Linked DNA regions of Ovis aries: region 2 is linked to region 1. Evidence: chromatin contacts called from public Hi-C data. All regions are on one chromosome and are shown on one strand. Each heading gives the region's core, a stretch centred on a gene start, on an enhancer-like site or on the middle of the called end of the contact. The rest is flanking DNA. Distances are from core to core; before and after follow the strand shown.

Evidence for each region. A called contact is a pair of places that touch in the nucleus more often than the background predicts.
Region 2: a contact with region 1 is called in a Hi-C map of skin fibroblasts, with 3 times the contacts expected there. The contact joins the enhancer-like site here to the promoter of CD44 in region 1. A contact is called at or near these places in 6 of 16 Hi-C or Micro-C datasets (blood, muscle, retroperitoneal adipose tissue and 2 more).

Annotation. Positions count from the first base shown.
Region 1 is chr15:64,456,479-64,463,546 of ARS-UI_Ramb_v3.0, forward strand. CD44 (CD44 molecule (Indian blood group)) reads left to right here and starts at 1,305. Exons shown (of 11, transcript XM_060399518.1): 1 at 1,305-1,497. The coding sequence starts at 1,431.
Region 2 is chr15:64,566,572-64,573,147 of ARS-UI_Ramb_v3.0, forward strand. LOC132657832 (a long non-coding RNA gene) reads left to right here. Exons shown (of 2, transcript XR_009596542.1): 2 at 2,635-5,436. Among named protein-coding and RNA genes, the nearest start is that of CD44, 110 kb to the left of the region's middle. Within about 2 kb of position 2,045, at least 14 of the 54 cell types and tissues checked have an H3K27ac peak or open chromatin away from gene starts, as enhancers often do. A contact at or near this core is called in tail adipose tissue, where this site is marked.

The DNA of each region.
Region 1 (7,068 bases), core at 55-2,554:
TAAATGCTGCACTTGCTTTTCAAATATTGTATCACAATGTTACAGATAGATATGGAATTATAGTGCAAAGTATGATTTTTTCAAACTCAAAATGAGGAATATGACAATCTCCTCCCTTTTCTGAGATTTGCTGAGTAGAATAGATTAGGATAGAAAGTGGATTAATATTCATGTAGATAGGAATATAAACGGGACCAAGAAAGAAGGGATCGATGTGTGGGTGGGTGAGAGGAGGGGTAAAATGATGAATGGATATGTAGATGATGGATGGATGGATGGATAGATAATGTGTGAGTACATGTATGAACAGATATGTGGGTATGGATGGATGGAGGGGAGAATAGTATATAGATGGATGTGGCTTTACAAAGAGATGTGAAAAGATTAATAGATGGATGAGAAGTTGTATGGGAGGGTGGTTGGAAGAAGATGTGGTTGATGGATGGGTAGACAGAATGGCTGGACAGGAGGCTGGGTGCATGTCAGTGCATACCGATGGACAGGAGGGTAAATAGATGTGTGAGCCCTGGAGAGACACAAGATAAAATGGGTAGATAGAGGAACCCGTGGGTGTTTGGGAGGATGAGTGAGAGTGTGAGTAAGCCAAGGAGGAATGGATAGACGGAACCAGGTGCCAGCCTGGGACCGGAAGATGATGTACAGGTCAGTAGAGCCAAATACCAGCCCCGTGGCTGGCTACCATTAGCTTTCCCTGAGCAGTCCTGCTAAGAATCAAAAGTCCACCCGAAGCGTGTTAATGAACTCCCTTCTCTTTCAAGGGAAGGTCGACGAGCTCTTCCTCCCTTCCCTGGAAGAATCGCAAGCTCCCGACCATGCGCAGGGGAAAACCACACTTCCACGGTCCCAGCCCCTCTCCCAGAATATCCAGCTGCCTGTGAAACCCACAGAGAAGAGTTCCCCAGCCTGAGTCAAAAGAGAAACTTCGCGGAGGGGAGAGGCCAGAGGCTGAACCCAAAGGGGCGAGGTTTCAGGACTCAGTTATTCCCTCCTGCGTCCAGAGGCTGCGCTCCCAGCCGCCAGGAGAGAAAAGTCGGTGCGTCCTGGGTGCACGGGGACCCCCTCGGCCCTCCGGGGTGCGCGCCCAGACACCCCGCTTTATTATCTCGGGGGAGAACGGGGCGGGGGCGGAGGGGCCAGGGCTAAGGAGAGCTGGTACGTCTTTAAACTTCTGCGGGCTGCTTAGTCACAGCCCCCTCGCTTGGGTGTGTCCTCCCTCGCTCCCTCCCTCTTAGGTCACTCTCAACCCTCGAATAAAAACTGCACCCAACTTCCGAGGCGCCCTCATTGCCAGCCGGACCCCAGCCTCCGACAGGTTCGGGCGCCCTGCTTGCCCCGTGCTTCGCCGGCCCCCGCCCAGCGCCCGGCCCCTCCGGCTCCACTCCGCTCGCTCGGTCGGTCGCTCCGACGCCATGGACACGTTTTGGTGGCGCGCAGCTTGGGGACTCTGCCTCGTGCAGCTGAGCCTGGCGCAGATCGGTGAGTGCCCGCCCGGACGGGAGGGAGTGGCCCGGACCCAGCCGGGCGGGCTCCGTTGGCCCTGGCGGGGTCGGGGTCAAGTGGGCGGCGAGCGGCTGGGATTTGGCGAAGGAGGACCGGGCGAGGATTTGCGCTAAGCTCTTGGAGAGCCTGTCGTTGGGAAGCACCGTTTTGTGGAACGGCAAAAAGAAAGGGCGCAGAAAAGTTTGCTGGGCAGCAGGCTGTTGGCGCGCGGTTTGGGGTGGGGTGGTTGGAGCCGGTGGAGCACAAGGAACTGTACTCCTGGGTGCGCGCAGCCTGTCTGGACTAACACACTCCTGTGCCCAAGGGCACTTCAAGCCAGGCTGCGCAGGGCAGGGACAGGGGCTGGGGTAGGGACAGGGGTGCTAGCGAGGTGGCCATAGAGGTGGGCACTGTTGCCCTCTGTGAGGGTTGGTGGCAACAAGCTTCCCAGAATGGGGTCCCGCGTTCCTGTGGCTCTCCCATTTCACCTAGGTTCCAAAGCTCTTACAGTTGGCTCCAGTCACGAACAATCTTAACGCTTGTGGGAACTTGAACCTTCTCTGTGGCAAGGTTCTGGGTCGCCACGAGGTGCCAGCCTGGGGCAGGGAGTGTGAGTAGGATAGGCAGTGACTCGGCCAGCTGCTCCATCCTGGCAACCTCCTGCAGGCTGCCAATCAGTTAGGGGAAATCCAGACAGTCATGTGGCTCCCAGTGGGTGCCTGGCAGCCTCGGAGCAGGACAGAGAAGCAGGCTCCTGGGTGGCATCAGGGATCCCGGCGCCTGTATCCCATCCCCACAGGGTCCGTTCTTCTCAGGGGCTGTCGAGGGGGTGGCTGCGTGTGAGGTATTCTGGCAAGGCTGAACTCCAAGCATTCCTTTTCTTTGTCTTTATATGTGCAGATAATTACATGGCTGATTTGCTTATCGCTAGCAAAATTAATTTTTCTTTTAAGAAGTGCCAGCTGGGTCATTAAGACAGCTCAACCTATGGTTAATTCTACTCAGCAAGTGTTTATTAAACCCAGCTCTGGGGGTACCAGGAAAGTAAGAGACACAGTCCTACCGGGGTACTTTAGACTGAGAGGATAAGTGAGGGTCTAGGATTTAGATTCCTGAATCAGAAAAGTAATAATTAATAATAATAATTAACAGTAATCATAATGGCAGCACCAGCCACCATTTATTATACATTTGGGCTGGGCCAGGCACTGTGCTAAATTCTTTACACGCGTTATCTCGTTTTACCCTCAACAATGGCCCACTGAGAAGTGTCCTGTCGTTAGCCCCGTTTTGCAGGAGGGCAGCAAACCGAAGCTCAGAGAGCTTAAGTGACTTGTCTGTGTTCACACAGTCAGAAGACTGCTGGTTCTGTGAACCAAGCTTCTTTGCCTGTTGCTTGGTTAGCACTGGTTAAGCTGCATGTATGATATGGACAAACAGCAGCGTGATATGGACAAACTCAGAAAGGATTTTATGAAGGAGGTGGTGGACCAGAGGCTTTAGAGGAGGCTTTCAAAGGGGAACTGGAGCTCCAGGGATCTCTTGAAAGGCAGAGAGACTTGGGATGGGAGAGAGCAGGGAAAGATTTCAGGGAGAGCTGTGAGCCTGGCCTCAGGGAAGAGGAACCAGGCTGGTGTCTCTCTCTGTCTCTCTCTGTCTCTCTCTGTCTCTCTCTCTCTCTCTCTCTCTCTCTCTCTCTCTCTCTCGCCTATAAGGAAGTCCATTTGTATGTTACCTCCCTGGGGCATCTTCTGCTTTGCTTCTGAGGATTTCGACTCCTGACTCCTTCCATCCTGTAGCGCAAATTCTTCTAAAGGGCCCCATCCCCTGATATTTGGCACTGTCCTGACCCTTGAAGTTCCTCCCTTCCCCCCAGATGGGCAGGCTTACTCCTGCTCTGGGTTTCCGTGGTCCCTTTGGGGAGCGTCATTTGGAGGAAGCGCAAAAAAATGCCAGTAGCGATAGCTGCCTGGGCCCAGGCTTTCATGCACTTGTTAAGCTCTTTGGAAGGAACTGAGACTTGGGAAGGAGATGTGAGTTAACAGTGGGCTCGGGCTGGGCTGGCAGAGAGAGGAAGGACAAAGAGGAGGCGGGAAGACTCTTCTGGTGCCCCACCAGCGAAGGTGGTGGGCTCCAGAGGACAATGTGGACATTTCAGCAAGTGGCAAGGCTTTGGGGAGGAAGAAAGGGTCTGATCTTCATACTGAAAAGCAAGAAGTAGAGACATAGCCAAATACAATTAAGCAGCGTTGGACCCAAACTCTAAGTTGGAGAACAGATCTGTTGAACTACATTTCACACGTGGAAGGACGAAAGTAACCCTGGATAAAGAGCAGTGAAGTGAGCCCTCTATACCTGCCTGCCTCCTGTCCTCTGTGGGTGAGAGGTCCTTGCTAGAGAATTGTGCCCCTGGTGTTTAGAAAGAGGGGTGCAGCTAAGAGCTCTGGGGCTTTGGGGGTGGCTGGCACCCTTCTGATCCCTCTGAGCCTTAGAGACCCCTCTTTCTGGGAGTTAGACTTTTGGCTGTGTTTTCCCAGGAGAAGCAGCAACGAAGCCAACCTCCATTCCCGCTGAGGTTGGTTAGCATCAGTTAATTCAGTTGTTCCCCAGATACACAATGGCCATCTTCCTTCCTACAAAGGCACAGTGCCAAGTAGGTGTGTTTGAGTTTTGCAGCCAGTAGAAAAAGTTTCCGTTCTTTTTCCAGTTTGGCCCACGCAATTTGGAGAGGCTGCAGGGCAGTGTGAAATTCTTAGTTTATGACAGATCCCTTTCCACTCATTCAAGAAATATTTCTTGACTCACTATTGTAGATTCAGAGATGGGGACTCCAAGAATCATTTAGAAAAACCCTTTCTTTTTCCCAAGGAGGAAACAGGTCCCCAAAGAGAGAAAGGTGACTTCCCCTGTCTCTCAGGCCGAGTGTTAGCACAGGACGCTTTCCAAACCTCAGGGCTCTGAAATACCTTAATCCTCCAGGACTGAGCCCACTGCTTACAGTGGGTGGGGAATGTGTGGTCTACAGAGGTAGCAACGTTTGTTTCACACCTTTAGTTGCTGTCTTAAACACTCGATACAATTTTATATTTTCCTCCACAGTATACCCAGTTTGAGTTTAACCTAAGAATAAAGATGATAACTTTCTTCTTATCAAGCAAAGTGGCTGCTTGGGGTAGAGCCTCTGTACTGTCCAGAGCCTCCTGGGGTGTTGCTGAATCCCTCTCAGTTAGCAGCATTCCAGCTTTAAAAGCCTGACACTCGGTTCCTCTATGAAGTAGGGTCCTAAATCTGCAGGCAATACCATTTACCGAGCGCTGACCCTGGTGGCTCAGTGGTAAAGAATCTGCCAGCAAGGCAGGAGACCCAGCAGATGTGGGTTCAATCCCTGGCTCAGAAAGATCCCCTGGAGGAGGAAATGGCAACCCACTCCAGTATTTCTGCCTGGAAAATCCCATGGATGGAGGAGCCTGGAGGGCTTCACAGTTCATGGGGTCACAAAGAGTCGGACGCAACTGAGCACGCATGCACACAGCTTCATACGAGGCATTCAGCCATGGGCTTTGAACAGGTTATCCTATATAAGCTTCACAACAGCCCTGTGTGTGTTTAGCAATCTTTTCATTCCATTTTCCAGATAAAGAAGTTGAGAGGCTCAGGGAGATGGAATGACTTGCCCGAGGACACACAGCTAGTATGAGTGATGGAGTTGGGGTCCTCTGTTGTCTCACATCCTCTGTGTTAAGACTCCAGTGCCTGTGTTGCTTTGATTCATTATTTGCCTCTGGAGGACTCTGGAAATTGTGTGAGGCCAGCAAAAGTGAAGCCTGGGATGAGTGGCTTTCCTCTTCCCTGGCAGGCTGAGAACTCTTGGCTGCCCTGCTCTGCCCTGGCCTGTCTCTCTCCAGTCCTGGCCACAGCTGTCGAGAGATGCCAACCTAGCTATTTGTTACTAAAATAAGTCAATTCCCTTATCAGAGTCCAGCTGCCCTTCCAGACATGCTCTCATTTGCAGGCTTGGAAAAAAGGGAGAGGCTGTTGCTTGTCTAAGAGACAAGTCAGGGCAAGGCTTTCTGCCTGGAAACGGAAAAAAAAAAGGGGGGGGTCCTTGCAGAGGCTCTGACCCTGCAGACATTCTAGGTGCGATGACCCAGGAAGCCCCCTTGTTACATGGTCAGTGGAAACCCTCAGCGTTTAGCAGGTTGTGTGTGCCCCAGTGAGGAGGAGTGTCGAGAACCCGGGCGATGGGCTGATACGGTTTCTTGAAAAGGCAGGGATCTTGAACGGAATGTCAGTGTGGGGTGCGATGTGACACGTGACCACTCAAGTGAGATTTCAGTTTGGCCTTGAGTGTCAGACGGTTCCAGGTGGGGAGTCCCTGATGAAGAGGAGGTTGTGAGAGGGAAGTGGGCCTCCCCCGGCCACCCATCCTGGCTGGGATGGGGGCTGAGTTACAGGCTACCCTTGTATTTCCCCTGCACCTCTTTTTAGTTGACTCCACCAAGAGACTGAAAGGGAAGTGGGTCTTGTGAAAGAATGAACTGAAGCAGGTGGCAAATCCCGCCAGACCGAGTGGAGTTCTCAAAGGGGATCTTTTCTGCTTCAGAGAGAATGTCTGAGGGGTTGCACAGCCAGATGCTGATGACTCAATTTCCTTTGTGTCTTTGCTTCAATGGGAAACACACCAGTGTTCTCTAGACTCGCCAGGGGAGGCTAATGCCTTCAACCTTAAGTTGGAACGCCACTCTTAATCCCTTAGCAAGTTAATATTTTTCTTAAAAAGTGTGCTCCCTCGAAGCTGCCCAGCAAGGATTTGGGAAGACAGCCCGATCTGCCAGAGTGTTTTCTAAAGTGTGTGGTTGTGGGATCTGGTTTGGCATGGACACGGCGGTTGAGAACTCTGGATCTTACAGGAGGGTCAGGATTTCAAACATGCGTATATTTTACCAGTTGAAGTCCAATGTATAGTTTTGACTTAATATAGAGTTTTTCTACGAATAAGTGCATGACTTTGTGTGATTAGAAGTCAGACACTTGCATGGATTTTTGCATAAGTGAAAATCACATCTCTACAGCTCATTATTCAGCCTAATTAAATTACTATCCAATTAAATTACTATCTGGTTCAGAAAATTTATACTTTGGAGAGGAACATTTGTGCCCCTCTGCTCTCTCTCTCTCTTGATCATCCCAATATGTGAAGCCCCAAGAAAAATGACATACTGGGTTTTTGCTTGCTAGGTATGGACATATGCATGGTGGGTGTGTCCATAGGCATGTAAGTAACTGAACGCATGTGTTTGTCTACCCATAACGTGGTATTGCTGGTCAGTCGTTAAGTTTGTATAAGGTGTCTTCTGTGGGTCCCACACTGTACTGGGTCTCACAGGGGAATTAAATGTGAGAGAGTGGGACTCTATCCAAGAACCTTAAGGCTCTACATGGGAAACACCGTACCAAGGAGTGACAGCCTGGCCAACTAGGACCACAGGACCAACAGCCTTGCTGAGCTGAGGCACAGCCAGGAGGGCTAGGGACTCAGTGATGGGGAGGAAGAGGGGGCCATGTGCA
Region 2 (6,576 bases), core at 795-3,294, 110 kb after region 1:
TCTCTGGTGAATAGCTCTCTGCAGATGAGAGCTGCCTACCCTGCAGGTTCTGCCCACACCTCCCTACGTGGCCCACAGTCAGTGACTGACTGATATGGGTGCCAAAGACAAGTTTCCTTTCCTCAAGTGGGGACAATACAAAGTTAGACTCTCCCTGAAGCTATCTTCTTGCTCGGTTCTTCCCCTGCCCTCTTCCACTGCTCTCCTAGTCTCATAGGGTTTCCTGAGAAGTACGCCCTCAGACACACCCTGAGAACTTGAATCCTGTCTCAGGTTCCACTTCTAGGGATATTACCTATGATAATAGCTACTATTAATCATAACTATCAGGCTCCTCGCTGATTCCCTGGTGGCTCAAACGGTAAAGAGTCTGCTTGCAATGTGGGAGACCCAGGTTCGATCCCTGGGCTGGGAAGATCTCCTGGAGAAGGAAATGGCAACCCACTCCAGTATTCTTGCCTGGAAAATCTCATGGATGGAGGAGCCTGGCAGGCTACAGACCATGGGGTCACAAAGAGTCAGATGCGACTGAGAGACTTCACTTTCATCAGAGTGTGGCCATGCCCTGAAGCAGCTGCAGACTCAAGAGGGGCACCATTTTGAGATGATTCTAACACAGCAATGGATGAGCTCCCCAAACCAAAAGGTTCCACAAAGTTTCTCCCAAGTTCTGTTCTTGACACTGCTGGAGGAGAAAGTGAACATCATTCTTGAAAGAAGACAAGGCAATGGAGAAAAGGATGATGGGAAGGGAAACTGCCGGGAATAGACTCAGCCAAGGGGCTCTGAGGGACCTGCTGGGTTGGCCACATTCCACAGCAACAGCTTTTCTCATGACATTTGTCTCTACTACTACACGCAACACTGCAAGCTTGGACTCCCTGAGGGCCTTCTATGTGAGGAAAAGGATTGCTTCATCTCTGGATGTCATGTTCCCTTTCCTGTTGGAAGAGCAAGCTCAGGCTTCCATCCCAGTGAGAGGCCATTTGGGTAGGGCTGAGATTCAATTCCCATCCCTGAAGAAATCCAGTGCCTTCCCTCATTGTCAAAAATCAGAGCTTTGGTGAGTAGCAGAAGAAAGTGTGGAGGGGCACCAGGAACAAAAGACAGAAAGGCGTGTGATGTTCATAAAGCTCCTCTAGGAGTAGAGATTATCCTGGGCCAGGTCAGGAGAGGTCATGGTCCAAGAATTAAGCCCAGATTTTTGGAAGAGCAGCTGAACTTTGTTTTACAGGCTCGTGTCAGTGTGGTATGGCTGAAAAAAGAGGCCAAGTTGGGAAAGAGAAAGCCAGACTTCTTCCAGCTTAGTCACTAAGAAGTTGTGGCTGATAGTGCTAAGGATGGTAACAGTGATGCTGATGATAACTATCATTGACTGAACCCTTAATATGTGCCAAGTACTGTGTAAACTGCTTTATGTAGCATAGGCATGATTAGCCCCATTTCACAGATGAAGAAAGTGAGTCTACATAAACTCTCCAATGGCCCATAGTTGGAAAAGTTACAGAATCAGGATTTAACCTTGGTTTGCCACTGTATTACCTCTAATTCATTTTAATTATGATACTGATTTCCTCATCTGCAAAAGAAAATGAAGGTGTTAGTCGCTCAGTCATGTCTGACTCTTTGTGACTCCATGGACTGTAGCCCACCAGGTTCCTCTGTCCATGGAATTCTCCAGGCAAGAATACTGGAGTGAGTAGCCATTCCCTTCTCCAGGGTACCTTCCCGACGCAGGGATAGAACCCAGGTCTCCCTCATTGCAGGCAGATTCTTTACCATCTGAGACACCAGGGAACCCCCCATCTGCAAAAAGACATGGCTAAATTTCAAATATTTGCCCCTGAGGTCCTTTCTAACTTTACAGTTTGAAATGATTTCTGTCCTCCTCACTAAGAGGTGAGGAAATTTTGAGATCAGGAGAGTAAGCAACTGGAAAAGAGAAGCTGGATTCCAGTTGAACTTTTCACTCAGATGAAGGCAGTTTGGAAATTCCTTGGCCCCTCCTTCTGTGAGCAATACATTACACAGGCCTGGAAAACATCTGAGAAGTGACAGAAGCTGTTGGAGAATTCCAGGAGAGTCAGCTCATGCAACAAAAGGAGTGAACCGTAGATGACAGCAGTTCTATATTTGTCTTTTTTCCTTCACTAGTGGCCTCTAGATTTTTCCAGACAGTATTTGGAAGGCTGAAATCAGATCACCCCAAATCACAGACAAAAATAGATGTTGGGGTTTTGCATATTCATTCTGACCCAATCAAGGGGGACAGGGGAAACGCAATAATGTTTCATTTGTCTGCTTATGGAATTCAGAAGAATTTAAAGTCACTGCTTTTATTTTTTAAATTTTATCTATTTATTTATTTTGGCTGCACTGGGCCTTCGTTGCTGTGCGCGGGCTTTCTCTGGTTGTGGTGTGAGTGCTTCTCTAGGGCTCTAGGGCGCATGCGCTTCAGTAGTTGTGCTGCATGGGTTTAGTCACCCCCAGGCATGTAGAATCTCCCGGACCAGGAATTGAACCTGTGTCCCCTGCACTTAACCACTGGGCCACCAGGGAAGTCCTAAAATCACTGCTTTTAAATGTTTGAGGGTAAGCACAGTATTTATATTGGATGGCTTTTGTTCTCTTTAGACTGTTCTTGAACAGGCCGTCGAGGTCAACTGCTGCTGCTGCTGCTGCTGCTGCTGCTAAGTCGCTTCAGTCGTGTCCGACTCTGTGAGACCCCATAGACAACAGCCCACCAGGCTCCCCCATCCCAGGGATTCTCCAGGCAAGAGGACTGGAGTGGGTTGCCATTTCCCTCTCCAATGCATGAAAGTGAAAATTGAAAGTGAAGTTGTTCAGTCATGTCCAACTCTCTGCGACCCCATGGACTGCAGCCTACCAGGCTCCTCCATCCATGGGATTTTCCCGGCAAGAGTACTGGAGTGGGGTGCCATTGCCTTCTCCAGGAGGTCAACCAGCACTCCTGAATTTCAGCCTCTGCGGCTGTTTTTCTTACCATGACATGGGAATTAAAGATGGCCTCTCACTGCCTCAGTAAGAAGAAGAATGAACGGAACTTTAAAAATTACCAGGAAGGAAATTATTATTTGCTGGGGACTCCACAGTCTTTTACTCTGGCGGGGCCCACATCAACTGTGTGGGCATCTCCACCCATGCCTTCCTGTCTGGGCTGAGCGGTGACGAGCAGGGAGAGCACCTCATGAATGCTTCCTTGGAGGTGCCTAAACCTCCGTTACCTGTGGTTCTTTGAAGTACCGAGTCCTGGCTTCCTGTTTGTGTCACCGTGCCTGGAAGGAGAGATGCCCAGAAGGTTCAGGGCCGTAGGTGGTATCCGCAGAGCCTTTTACGGCTCTACAATCTTCCACTGTGGGGGTACAGAGTGCAGCTAATTGGGCTATTAGTGGTTCTTGGGGTAGGTAGAGATATTTCTTGGGACTTCCTGTAGCTTCTTCCTTCAAACCACTGTTTGCATCATAGCATGCAACCTGCTAATGTCGGGTGGAGTTGCTGGGTGTAGCACATCATTGCTTAAAGAAGAGGTCAAAGGCTGAGCAGGCCGTCTCTAGCTACCGTTAGAGCTGTACTCTCTGACGGTACGTATCATGTGAGCCTGACGAAAGAAGGCTTCAGCTTTAAATTTAAATTCCCCTTTTAAAATGCTTGTTTTGGACTTCACCGGCAGTCCAGAGATTAAGACTCCGTGCTTCCACTTCAGGGGGCATAGGTTCAATCTCTGGTCAGGGAAGTGCCACATGCCATGCAGTGCAGCCACACACACACACACACACACACACACACACCATATAAAAGGGACTTCCCTGGTGGTCCAGCAGTCAAGACTCTGCCTTCCACTGCAGGGAATGTAGGTCCCATCCCTGGCTGAGGAATTAAGATTCCACATGTGGCCAAAAATTAAAATACTCTGGTTTTGTCTGCCTCAGTGCTCCTGCCAGTGAGATGGACTCCATTAAACAGCCAGCAGTGGATGAATCACCAAGGGTTCCAACAGTGGTTCACAAGTGAGTGCTTTGAAGGAGCCACGGACAAATAAATGGAAGATTTGAAGGGGAACTTTTCAGTCATGCATGCACGCATACACAGAGATACACAGACACACAGAGACACACAAAAACACACATTATTTTATTTATTATCTCTAGAAGCACATGTGTCAAAGCCTCCCTAGGTTGTACGCCCAGGAAACATACAGAAACATTCATAGCAGCATTATTTAACATCAAAAAAACAACTGGAAATGAGGCAGATATACATTGGCAGGAAAGTGAGTAACCAAAATATGGCACATTTCACATACTATGCAATTATACAGACATGAAAATGAACCACAGCTACTTGTAACAGCATGAATAAACTGAGAAACACGTTAAGAAGAAAAGAGACGTATTGGAAAGGACTACATGCAATGTAATACCCTTTTTATAAAGCTCAGAAATAAGCAGAGCTTGTGGAGTCGTGCATATGTGTGAGACTAAAAAAAAAACCAACCTATTTTTAAAAGTGGAGGAATGATAAACATAATTTCCAGAAGCAGTTTCCCCCGGGGAGTAAAGCAGCTGAATGGAATAAGGAAGGAGTATGAAGGTCAAGCGAAATGCTGGGGGATGCTTTAGGCCCTGCACTGGCTTACCGAGTCATAGGATTCTATATCATGCCGCACTGTAACTTAGATATAGATTACATATATCCTTTTGTATGTATGAGACATTATGCTAATCAGATTAAAAACCAAAATTATCTGTAGTCATGATGACGTACCCAGCTGACAGAATTCAAATTTCAGAGTTCAAAAGTTTAGAAAGTGTCTACTTCAAACCCCTAATTTTACATATGTCAAGATGACTTCCAAATTGCTAAGGGAAGGACCACATTTACACAACACTTTAGTGACTGTGCAAAGGTCAGAACTCCTGCCTGCTGGTTCCTAGCCTATAATCCTTCCTTCCATTTCCAGCCCCCAAATAATTCTTCTTTTTATTTTTCTTCTTCTGCTTCTCCTTCTTTCAATAAGGGAAAGCAGCATAATAGGCGGCCTTACAACCACTGTGGGTAGATTAAACACCTCTGTTCCAGAAGAAAGGGCAAGAAATTAAAACATGGGGATTATACTCCCTGAACAAGCAAAGTCATGTTTCTTATGAAGGACTGGTTGATAATGATCAAATGGCATCCATACTAAAGTGTTAAGCTTAACTTAACTCCAATCGGTGGCTCTGTGCTACTTTAAAACAAAATGGCAGCCCAGAAATTTACTGATGACCATATTTTCTGTAAATGAGATTTTAATAACATTTGAATATGGATGTGATGTACACTTGACTCCAAGAGAGTAAAGAAAGGTGTCTTCAAAGGAAGTGTCCATTTTCATCAACAATTTAAATAAATTACTAGCATTGGTGAAAAGAATTATGATGCGTCACATTTAGGTACTTATTTAAAAATCAAATATTTGCCTCCTTCAGTTCAGTTCAGTTCAGTCACTCAGTCATGTTCGACTCCTTGCAACCCCATGAATTGCAGCACGCCAGGCCTCCCTGTCCATCACCAACTCCCGGAGTTCACTCAGACTCACGTCCATTGAGTCAGTGATGCCATCCAGCCATCTCATCCTCTGTCGTCCCCTTTTCCGCCTGCCCCCAATCCCTCCCAGCATCAGAGTCTTTTCCAATGAGTCAACTCTTCACATGAGGTGGCCAAAGTACTGGAGTTTCAGCTGTAGCATCATTCCTTCCAAAGAAATCCCAGGGCTGATCTCCTTCAGAATGGACTGGTTGGATCTCCTTGCAGTCCAAGGGACTCTCAAGAGTCTTCTCCAACACCACAGTTCTAAACCATCAATTCTTTGGCACTCAGCTTTCTTCACAGTCCAACTCTCATATCCATACATGACCACTGGAAAAACCATAGCCTTGACTAGATGGACTTTTGTTGGTAAAGTAATGTCTCTGCTTTTCAACATGCTATCTAGGTTGGTCATAACTTTTCTTCCAAGGAGTAAGCGTTTTTTAATTTCATGGCTACAGTCACCATCTGCAGTGATTTTGGAGCCAAAAAAAGAAAAAAAAAAGTCTGACACTGTTTCCACTGTTTCCCCATCTATTTCCCATGAAGTGATGGGACCAGATGCCATGATCTTAGTTTTCTGAATGTTGAGCTTTAAGCCAACTTTTTCACTCTCCACTTTCATCAAGAGGCTTTTTAGTTCCTCTTCACTTTCTGCCATAAGGGTGGTGTCATCTGCTTATCTGAGGTTATTGATATTTGCCTCCCTATCCTCCCCCAAAAGAATGAGAGACAACAATTCAACTAATCCAAACTCTCCTATTAAATCTGGGGGTGCCCTGAAGTGCGAAAAGAAAACATGTATTTTTCTCGATGGGGCACCATTCCTGTATGTCTACCTTTCACTGGATGAGAATCTCATTCTGCTGAATGTGACCCTACTCCTGAAGATCATGCATTTTATTTCTGCAATGTAATGTTAAATGCTTATCACCTACTTCCATAGCATTGGTTTTTCCAATACTAGAGAAAAACTTACTGTGTTGG